3 separate regions of the Mus musculus genome follow, and regions 2 and 3 are each linked to region 1. Evidence: chromatin contacts called from public HiChIP or PLAC-seq and Micro-C data. All regions are on one chromosome and are shown on one strand. Each heading gives the region's core, a stretch centred on a gene start, on an enhancer-like site or on the middle of the called end of the contact. The rest is flanking DNA. Distances are from core to core; before and after follow the strand shown. Region 1 overlaps Creb5 (cAMP responsive element binding protein 5). Region 2 overlaps Creb5 (cAMP responsive element binding protein 5). Region 3 overlaps Creb5 (cAMP responsive element binding protein 5).

Region 1 (3,607 bases), core at 342-2,841:
CCCAATAAATCAAATGAGATACTTTACCATAACATAACTGTTAGAATAAGTAATTTTGTTCAAATATAGACTAATATAAATGTTTTAATAATTTTTATGTAAACTCAGCTAAGGTATGACTTGCAATAGTATATGAAATACAGCTATGACTTACAAAATATACTCACAAAGTTGTCATGAGTTTATCCAGATACAGCCCTGTCGTAAGTAGAGGGCTGTCCAACTATCTATCCACCTCCTGTATACCTACCTGACTTAAGGAATTGGCTAATGGCTTATATTATGAAAGTCAAGAGGCTCCAGAATCTGCTGTCCACCAGCTGGAGACCCAGGCGAGCAGGTAGTCTAACTCCTGGTAGAAATCTGAAGGCTTGAGAAAGAGAAGCATCCATGGGATTTGTCCCTTCCCAAGATCTTGAGAAAGAGAAGCATCCATGGGAGTTGTCCCTTCCCAAGATCAAGAGAAGACAAGTAATCATACAGAGACAGCACCCCCTTCCTTTGCTTGAGAACTTTGGTTTCCTTCAGACCCTCTGTTGCTTGATGAACACTCAAATGGAGAAGGCACATTGCTTTACTCAGAGGAGACTTGTCCAGCTGCCCTAGGAATAGTGTTTAGCCAGTTCTCTAGGCAGTCTCTAGCCCACCATATTGATGCTCACAACTTTCACAGGCACTGGGTGACCATCCACAGCTCAGCATAGGACCTTAATGAATGTCATCCCGGCTGCTTAGCAGGCGGGGCCGGTAGCATCTAATACATGATAGTTACAATGCTTCCATTCTCGGGTTTGAAGGATCTTTACTGTTTTCAAAATGCCAGGTTTCCAGCCAGTCCCAATGGACACTGCATTAAAAAGTTAGAGCTATTCATCTGGGAGCCTGTCTTCCAAGACTCCTCAAAATGTCATTCTGCACGATAATAAATGGCAGATACAAATAAATAACATGAAGTTAAACCTTTGTTTTATACCTGTGACTGTACATGAGAAGACATTGTCCCCTCTCCTGCTCTTTAGGACATTGCTTTCCTTCCCTGTTAGGCTTAATGTTAGGGACAACCAAGAAGAAGGGGGCTGTTGCTATTGTTCAAGGAAGTTGGAGTTCTAGAGCACCCAGTGAGAAATTCTTCACCCATTTCCCTTGACTTTTAGACAGATATATTCTTAACTGATGGATTCTTTCTCTGAAATACGCACTTGTTGATCTCTTCCAACGTCAGCTTCCTTAACTATGGGAACCACAGGAACTGATGTAAGTTTAGTGTTATAAAGCTCTTTGAGATTCTTGGTCAGTTGTTTATATTTTATACATAAAGCAGTGGAAGTTCAGAGGCGTTTAGGACTTAGCCCAAGGCCCCCAGGTGAATGAGTGGCTGGCTGAAGCAGTAGTGGCCCTGCGGGTTGTTCATACTCAAACCTACGCCACCAACAACTTAGTTCATTTTACCATTTTACTTCAGATCGACACATCCAGAGAAGGCAGCACTGGAACTTTTCTGTTCTGGGTCACAGCTTAGGGCTCTGAGGAGAGACTTGGCTCTCATCACAGGCCAGTGTAGGGGCTTCTCAGGGAGTCATTGCTTCCTGTGGGTAACATCATGTGGTATGTGCTCAAGTGAACTGCCAGTCGCTTTCAGTTTCTATTTCTAGGGCAGATTTACTCTCTGTAGCTGAAACTGACGTTTACGCTGCCTGCAACCCTACCACAAATTAAAATCAGACCCTGAATCTGTCTGGGGAAGATGTTTATTAAGCTGTAGGAAGACATCTAAAATGAGTCCAAATTACATTTTAAATGTGAAACCCCAAATTCCACATTAATTTAAGGGCAGGAATAAGACTGTCTGGAGAGTAATTTGGGTACAGTACAAGTCACCCCTCTTTGGCACAACACAAGGCCACCAGGGGAGAGAGAAAGGTGCCTCTACATGACTTTTTCTAAAGTATTTCCACCTAAAAGATTTTTTGTTTGTTGGTCTGTTTTTCTCAATGAACTTAAAAGAAAAACAAGCTTTTTTAAAAGACTTGATGTCCTTAATAGATGTAGACATTTAAATTTTTAAATTTTATTTATCCACAACTATTCTATACTTTGTTGGCTTTACTGGTTTTTGAGGCAGAATTGCACTGTGGAACCCAAGCTGGCCTCAATTGTGACCCTCTTGTCTTGGCCTCCCAGGTGCTGGGATGAGAGGTGTGTTCCACTGTGCATCACCCCTTCAAATGTATTCACAAATACGGTGACAAGAGGCTTGGGAGAAACAGCAAAGAAAAACAGGTCAAAAGTATTCAACCCTGGGGCTGATAAGACTGCTCAGTGGGTAAACGAAATGGCCACACAAGCCCTATCATCCGTGTTCGCTCTCCAGACCCCATAGTGGAAGAAAAGACTGATTCAAACAGTCACACTCGTTCATACATGTACATACATACAAGCATGCTAATGATAACTAAGAATAAAGTGAAGCCTAGCTTTCAATGTTTGACCCAGCTAATACAGTCCAATTTATCCAAAATTCAAGTCTTTTTAGGTTTCATTGTTGTTGTTTTGGAGGTTATTTTATTTTGTTTTGTTTGTCTCTCTCTCTCTCTCTCTTTTTTTGCCTTTTAGTATGTAATCTGCTTGCTGTGTTTGTATGTGTGGTGAGTGTGTTCATGCACAGAACATGGCCACTGTCTCTATCTTGCTACTTAATAACAGAAGCAGCCCTGACCCTAGGGAAGCAGCAGCCATGGCCACTTGCCTGTGTGTCCAGTCCATCCCAGGCTGAGAAGGCCTCTGAGATCCTTCCATACAAAGTGCGAAGTATATACCAAGTATCATAATTACAAACTTTATTGCTGAGATTTGATTGTTTCAGATTAGTATCAGTTCAGCTCCTGCAAAGCCAGTAGACTTTGAAGGTAGCTCTGGGAGGTTGTACAAAAGAATGACTTCCTAGAACCCCTGCCCTGCTCCAATGTCCCTTGCTTAAGACAAGGGCTAATCTGACCTGACCACACCTTCCCTAAAAGTCAGAATGCTACTTCATGTTACCATGGTCTTTAAAAAAAAAAGACAAGAAAAATCAAAAATAAAATCATGACAAGTTGTTGGAAGCACGGCTCAGGGTTAGAACAACTGCCTCACATGTGTGAGGACTTGGAGAAAGAATTTTAAAATAAAAATTATCCTTGTCACATATAAATCATAGGGGTACCACTTCGAGGAATTGAGAGACAGGATAGAATATAGTAATCTCATTAAGTCATTCAAACTATAGCTCCTACTGAGCGCCAAACTCAGTCTAGATAACTGACACACTGTGAGAGCCGAAACAGGGCAGTCTGTCCTGGCAAGTTCTCCCAGAAGATGGCAGGCACTCCAGGCATCACAATCATGCACTCAACACACATCCTTTGGTTTGTTTCTGGATTTTTTTTTCCCCACACCCCTTACCTCCAGTCTTATAAAAAATATGAGATTAACTTGTTTTACAGAATGATACTAGTAATGATCTTATTTTCTAAATCAGATTGTATCATCTTCTGCAGAGAATATAGGTTCGCATCGTCCAAGGGCCAAAGATAGTCGGAACACTCTCTCAAATGTCCTTCTAGTGATC
Region 2 (3,450 bases), core at 475-2,974, 81 kb before region 1:
ACTGACTGAGTTATTGATTTAATTCAAGAAGATCCTATAATCCAAATAAAATAGGTCCCCAAGTCCCAGGGTGGAATTTCCTAATACTTACAACCAGTTTGTTAGCCAATAGATGGTTAGGAAATCTCAAGTGGGTTTGAATTGTACTAAGACCAAAAAGATCTTATTACCATAGTGGAGATGGTCATCAAGTAACACTGAAATGAAGTCATAGTTCTGGTAGAGCATTGCTTCCGAGTGTACCAGGTTTGAGATCCTTGTGCAGGCAACAGCTGACATGTTTGTAAATGAAGATCACATGAGAGAAGGGGGCAAATTCTTCTTTACAAAATGCTTTCTTGTGTCTCTTCCTCCTCCTCCTCCTTTCCCCCATCTCTCCATCTTCAGTCATTTATGCCCTTTAAAATATTCATTCTATCAGCCATGCAAGGAAACTTTGTCAACATCTAGCCACCAGACTTGACCTCTAAGGCAAGTATTTACAAGGCTATGAAGGCACACGCTAGAAATGCAATGAAATCCAAAGTCCTAGAAAAGAGCAAAGAGGAAATTGCACCATGCTCTAACTGCCAGGGAGAAAAGAACAGTAGTGACATTCCTAACAGTCTTATTAGGAGTCCTGGGTACCTCACGTGTGCGGCACTGCTTCATCCTCTCCTCAGCCTCTTGAAGCAGGGTCTGCACTTATTTCCATTTTATAGGAGAAGAAGCTAAGAGCGAGTGATGTTAAATGATGTTTTTGTGTTCACACAAAGCCATCCTAAGTCACTGTCTAATACCTATTTAAAAAAGAAGTTATTTACTTTTTTTTTATCAGAAATAAAATGTAGGGAATGAGATGGGGCTCTAGGGTCAATGCACAGCACTACAAAAAGGTATATATGTTTAAGGTACATATGTTTAAGGTACATATGTTTAAGGTATATATCTTTAAGGTATATATCTTTAAGGTATATATGCCTTAATACACAAGCTTGCCATGGAAATGCACATGTGGTATGATAGCACCCTCTGCCATCCAGGTGTGGTTTCAGGGTTACACAGAACACTCAAATCTAGAGATTGACTTCACAGACTATATATATATATATATATATATATATATATATATATATATATATATATATATATTTATATTTATATATTCTTAGTTAGGGTTATCATTACTGTGATGAAACACGATGACCAAAAGCAAGATGGGGAAGAAAGGGTTTATGAACTAGCAGGCAGAACTGATACAGAGGCCATGAAGGAGTGCTGCTTACTGGCTTGCTCATCTTGCTCTCTTATAAAATCCATCAGTCTGAGGGTGGCACCACACACCATGGGCTGGGTCCTCCCACGTCAATCACTATTTAAAATGCCTAACAGGTAGCCTACAGCCATATCTTATGGAGGCATTGTCTTTGTTGAGGTTCCTTCCTCTCTGATAACTCTAGGTTGTGTCAAGTTGACAAAAGCTGAACTAACCAACCAATAATAAAATTACCACACAGTACAGAATATGCACACAGAGACCATAGATGTGCACACATATAATCTCATGACAAACTTCTTTTTATCAAAGGATTTGACCATGTGATCGACTCTGGACATAGTCCAATATTTTTAGCCAGAGTTATAATAAGATTCCTTTTAGAAATAAGACTCACAGACCAAACCCTGTACCATCTATCTGAAAGGCCACTTTTCCCTTTGTGAGGGTTAAGTGGTTGCCCCAGTCCAAAGTGCAGTCCACATTCTATAAATGGCTATTACTCCTCTGTCTGACTCACTGTATGCATTACAGCAAAGTCACTTACAGATCAACTTATTTTTAGAATCTTAAAGAAACAGATTCTATGGAGTGTTTGTTTCTGAGCAGAGACTAATGCCAGTGAGAACACATCTAGAGAAGTTACTTTGCTTTCATTGGTTTCCCTTGCCACCGGCTCTGTTATAGAGAAGTCTCTGCAGGTTAAAGTTCATAAATTACCTAATAGCAGGTCGACAAAACTCTATGTCAGCACCTTTGTTGTTATGGGCTTATAAGAGGACTTTTGAATTTGAATTAAATAATGTATCAGAAATGTATGAAGAGTCAATATTCATAACGAGACTAAAGATTATGTTACTAGAATCTACCTTACAACTTTGTAAGACTGGGACCAAGGGCGATGGCTCAGCGGGTAAGAGGGTTCACTGTGCAAGCCTGATAACCCAAGCTTGTGTCCCAGAGCCCATGTAAAGACCAAGATGTACTGGCATGCCTCTGTGGTCCCAGCGTTCCCAAGGTGAGAGAGGAGATGGAGACAAACGAATCACCCAGAAGCATGAAGGCCAACAGCCTTGGACCAGCTCCTTAAAACTGTCCCATGACCTCCACAAGGACAATCTAGCATGCATGCACTCTCTCTCTCTCTCTCTCTCTCTCTCTCTCTCTCTCTCTCTCTCTCTCTCACACACACACACACACACACACACACACACTTGTGCCCACTCCCACCCCAACAACCACACATATGTTTAAAAAAGTATATCTCCAAGATGAGAACATTGGGAATACCAGCACCATAAGAGTGACAGAGATGATGGTGACAGCAAGGCCAATTATGAGAGATGACGGTGACAATGGTGGCAGCGAGGCCAGTCATCACAATGAGACGCGATCCTGGATGCGACATGCTGCCCTCTGCAGGCATTTAATCCACATCATTTAGGTTTACACTCGCACAAAGAAAAATGTGAATGTAAATGCAAAGGAATGCTTAGGCCAGTTGAATAAGCGAAGGAATATATTCTCCATTCTAGTCAGGGAATTCTTAAGTCCAAGGAGAACTGCATTTAGTAACTCATTTTAATTTTATTTTCTGAAAGAAAAGAAAAAGAAAAAAAGGAAGGACCTGGCTAGGTATAGTGGAGGAGAAGGTTTATTGTAGATAAAAGGGAGAGTTTGGGATGAACTTGACCCTGAGCCAAGCCCTGTCAGGAGAGGGGGAGGGGAGAAGGAAGAGGAGCCACTGACCAAGAGACCAGGAAGATAAAGGGTAGACTAAAAATGTGCCAGAAAACCAAAAGGGCTGGATAATATAGGGAAGGGCAGTTGGGGGAAGGGCAGTCCAGCCCCTGGGCTGGAGAAGTTTAGGGTAAGGGACAGGTCATGCCAGCCATACCCCTGTTACAGGTAGGGACTGAGGAATAGTGGGAGAACCTGGCAGCCTTAATACACTTTGATATGTTCAATAGGCACTTCAGTAAGCCATTTGTCCCGGGTTTGAGACCTAACATTTCCAAGTTTTGAAAGTGTCTGTTTGGGATGGAAATCAGACACAGGCAAGAAAAACTGAAAATCTGTGAACTAGCTTTCTGTTTAAGCCTTGGAAAGCCAGTGTTTACTTGGCTGGGCAACTATCTATTGGGATTTGATAGCAGATATTTAATGAATGATTAATAAATGATGAGTTTCATAGC
Region 3 (3,291 bases), core at 36-2,535, 130 kb before region 1:
CGAAGCTTCAGGAACTAATACGCATGCCTCCATGGCTTATGGAGCTGTCTACCTTGGCAAGAGAACTGTGGTAAAAGATCTACCACCCCACTCTCCTTTTATTGAGCTATAACAGATGTGGGGATAAAAGTATTAAGAGGAAAAATAAAAAGGCAAACTAAGAACCAGAACAAGACTATATTCTACAGAATGACTGTCCTGTAGCCAGGACCTCTTTGGTGACACACTCTGAGTTTCCATGGCTATGGAAGGGAATGAGGAGGCCTTTTCAAACCAGGAAGGGCCATTGTTGACATCTTCTCAGAGAAGAACTTAGTAGACTCCCAGCTTTCTCAGGACTAGGACTGCACATCCACACGGTGGAAGACAGTCCGCCCTGAGGTGAACAAGGGGGGTTCTTCAGCCGTGTGTTTTTTCAGCCACAGTGCTAACTGTTACATGCCTGTTCTTCAGCCACAAGTGCTAACAGTCGCACGCTGAAGAGCGTGCTTGTTGTGTCTTGAGCTATCTGCCCTATAATTTGCAAAGGAGGGAAGGTCAGTATCTCAAACAGGTTGGGCATTTTTGAACTGAGCCTTCTGGAAGTTTGCAGTAACCCTGTCATACAGTCTTGAATACTTCACTGCTTGGTCACAAGGGAGGCCATGAGAGATGGCTATGAAGGGCAGCCCAGGGTGGGCTTTGATTTTAATCTGCGTGTGCTTATGTTTGGTCAGGAAAGCCTGCATTTGTAGATGCATGTGTGTATAATTATGTTTTTTTTTTCCGAAAAGTACTGAATGGAATTGTAGAGGTTGGTTACACTGGGTCTTCCTCCTGTTCTCCTGCAGGCCGGGTGCGCAGTTAGAACTGCTGTACCCCACTCACGTCATCTTGAAAAGGGAAGAAAGGGGAGTAGCTTAAGTGGTGACACTGATTTTTTTTTTTTTTTTTGATCCTGTAGTTTCTTCTTGGCTCCTTTCAAAGTCTCCTTCTACCTCCTTCTAGGACTAGGTGATTTAAAGGGGAAAAATCATTGCATCTGTATGCTCCAAGCCATCTAATAGGCTGTAAGGTCCATAAAACACCAGCACACTAGCAGCAGGATTGTGTGGTAGGTGAATGGAACAGGAGACACTCCCCAGAGTGAGACCCTGAGTAGGGCTTAGTGTTAGGAACAAAGAGACACAGAGTTTGCAAGGCTGTCAATCACAGGGTGGGGATTTCAAGTTCCGGGTTCATGGCGTTCCTGACACTTGAAAACAAATGTTTGCAATCAGGGAAGTTACTTAACTTTTCCGTGGTATGTAAACAAATTGCTTTTCTTGTCTCAGCCTCCTTGTTTGTGGGCTCGTTTGAGCGTGCCTATCTTTAGGACTTTGCAGTTTTCGGATCCACATGATCCTTCCCTTAATAGGCTCATCAGATCATGATGTCACCTTGATTTCCATAATACTTTTAATGAGCCAGAAAATTGAAGTCATTCTCCTTGCCAAACCATTGACTCAGCTTGTGGTCCTCACCCTTTCTGGACAGAACTCTGCCTGGGTGTCTTCCAAACACATGTTCCTCTTGGAGTCCTGGTGCAAGACCCCTGGGCATATGTGATGCCTGCCCTTATCAGTGGATAAAGGAGGGGCAGATGTTGTTCCCCAGGTTAGCCAACAGCACTGGCAGGAATCCAGGGTGTTCTTTCAATTTTTCTAAAATAAAAACTAGAGGAATACAGTCATAGGAATAAGGGAACCTTCTGCAAGTTTCTTTACAATAGGGTAATTTTCCCTGCCAGCTCTCCAGACTCCCAGACACCCCGTATCCGCTGTGCTCTCTGACTGCAGTCTAGCACTGCACATTTGCCTGACGTATTCCCTCTTCCTGAGCCTTGTAATTCTCATAAGAAGTAGAGAATTATCGGAGGGAAGGAAAGGAAGGGACCAGGATAACTGTAATCACATTCACCATCGACCGTGTTCTTTTGGCATAGTAAAGAGAAGCAGGCACACACCATGAATTTCAGGTTTCAAAAATCATTTAAAAAATTCCAACCTAAATAGAAAACAAGCTCTAATTTAATAAGGCTCCGAAAAGTGGTTTGTAAGAAAGCGCCAGTAATAATCAAGTCCTGGCTGGCCGCAACAATTGGGAAAGAGTGGCACCTCCCAGCATGTCCTCGGGCCATGTGTGTCTGTCCCCCCACCCCCAAAACCACTCTTCGGTTTGGCACACTTTGTCACCTGGCAATTGCTGAGCTCCTGGGGCTACAGACTGGCATGCCCTGGCAGCACCCCACAGTCACCACTGATGGCAGAAAACCAGAGCTGAGGGGGAAAGGGTGGTCCAGCTCTGGCTCTGTGACCTGCCACGATAAGATGCATGTCATTGTAAGAGCTGGGTTGTTAAACCCTTAGCATCGGAGTAGTTTATTTATTTACCTATGCATGACTTCACTCCAGAGGGGGCACTTGGGGGAGGTTCAGAGAATGACAATCCAAGATTAAGAACAAAAAGAAACGTATAGGAGAGAGGAAATAAATGCGAGACTATAAACCATGGAGATGGTATTTATCACAATGGCTATATAATAAGAGAAAGGAGATTTCCCAAACTGTCAGTCTATCTGTTCTGGATGCCTTGTATAGGTTCACACATATGTTAAGGGAGAAGCAGTCCGTCTAGGGGATCAGTGTGGCCCTCTCATGGAGACACCCACCCCTCCCACTAATGCTATGACTCATCAGCCAGCACACTGTTTGATGAAAGTACAGCAGGATTCTTTGGAAGTTAAAAAAATAATAATAGTAAGTTTTGTAAAACTAAGCAGCCCGTTGCAGAGCCGGAGGGGACTGAGGTGGGGGCAGGGAAAACTAGAATTCTGATAGAAAGTTCTGAGCAATGCATAAGAGGCTTAAATACATAAAGAGCAAAGCTAAATTTGGACCAATTTCCTGTGAAATCTCTTGTGTAATATTTTCAATTTGTGCATGTTTAATGTGGTTTATTTTCCTAAGGTTCACGGTATAGGTTTTAAATTTAGCCCTGACTGTGCACATGTGTGGAGAGGTTATAAAACCAGGGCCAGCTCAGCCCAGGCCCCCACTGGTTACACTTCAATGGAGAATACGCTGCTTTCCCCATGCCAGAAATGCCTTTTCTTCTATTTTTCTGTCACCTTGCTCTACCAGTGCCTGTCTAGCTTTGTTTGAGTACCCAAGGATGTTCCAAGGAGCTGTGGACTCTAGAGCAAGGTAATAGGCCAAGTTCTTGTAAGAAGAGTTAAGTCTGTCCACCTTGGGTTGAAATGAAGGCACCCCC

Evidence for each region. Hi-C and Micro-C count contacts between places; a contact is called where the count stands out from the background. HiChIP or PLAC-seq counts read pairs in DNA pulled down with a chosen protein or histone mark.
Region 2: an H3K4me3 HiChIP or PLAC-seq map of bone marrow-derived macrophages shows a contact between it and region 1, with 4 times the contacts expected there. The contact joins two enhancer-like sites. A contact is called at or near these places in 1 of 484 Hi-C or Micro-C datasets (liver) and 2 of 115 datasets of contacts at active chromatin or transcription factors (bone marrow-derived macrophages and large pre-B cells).
Region 3: a contact with region 1 is called in a Micro-C map of macrophages, with 3 times the contacts expected there. The contact joins two enhancer-like sites. A contact is called at or near these places in 5 of 484 Hi-C or Micro-C datasets (erythroblasts, macrophages, muscle stem cells and 2 more), 2 of 115 datasets of contacts at active chromatin or transcription factors (bone marrow-derived macrophages and embryonic stem cells) and 2 of 9 other capture datasets (embryonic tail and embryonic trunk).

Annotation. Positions count from the first base shown.
Region 1 is chr6:53,588,365-53,591,971 of GRCm38.p6, forward strand. The region is part of intron 5 of Creb5 (cAMP responsive element binding protein 5); the gene reads left to right. Gm33392 (a long non-coding RNA gene) reads right to left here. Exons shown (of 5, transcript XR_377683.2): 3 at 3,442-3,607. Among named protein-coding and RNA genes, the nearest start is that of Gm33392, 2.7 kb to the right of the region's middle. Within about 2 kb of position 1,592, at least 135 of the 459 cell types and tissues checked have an H3K27ac peak or open chromatin away from gene starts, as enhancers often do. A contact at or near this core is called in bone marrow-derived macrophages, macrophages, muscle stem cells and 1 more, where this site is marked.
Region 2 is chr6:53,507,552-53,511,001 of GRCm38.p6, forward strand. The region is part of intron 5 of Creb5 (cAMP responsive element binding protein 5); the gene reads left to right. Among named protein-coding and RNA genes, the nearest start is that of Gm38814, 16 kb to the left of the region's middle. Within about 2 kb of position 1,725, at least 6 of the 459 cell types and tissues checked have an H3K27ac peak or open chromatin away from gene starts, as enhancers often do. A contact at or near this core is called in bone marrow-derived macrophages, where this site is marked.
Region 3 is chr6:53,460,781-53,464,071 of GRCm38.p6, forward strand. The region is part of intron 5 of Creb5 (cAMP responsive element binding protein 5); the gene reads left to right. Among named protein-coding and RNA genes, the nearest start is that of Gm38815, 9.1 kb to the right of the region's middle. Within about 2 kb of position 1,286, at least 29 of the 459 cell types and tissues checked have an H3K27ac peak or open chromatin away from gene starts, as enhancers often do. A contact at or near this core is called in macrophages, muscle stem cells and pro-B cells, where this site is marked.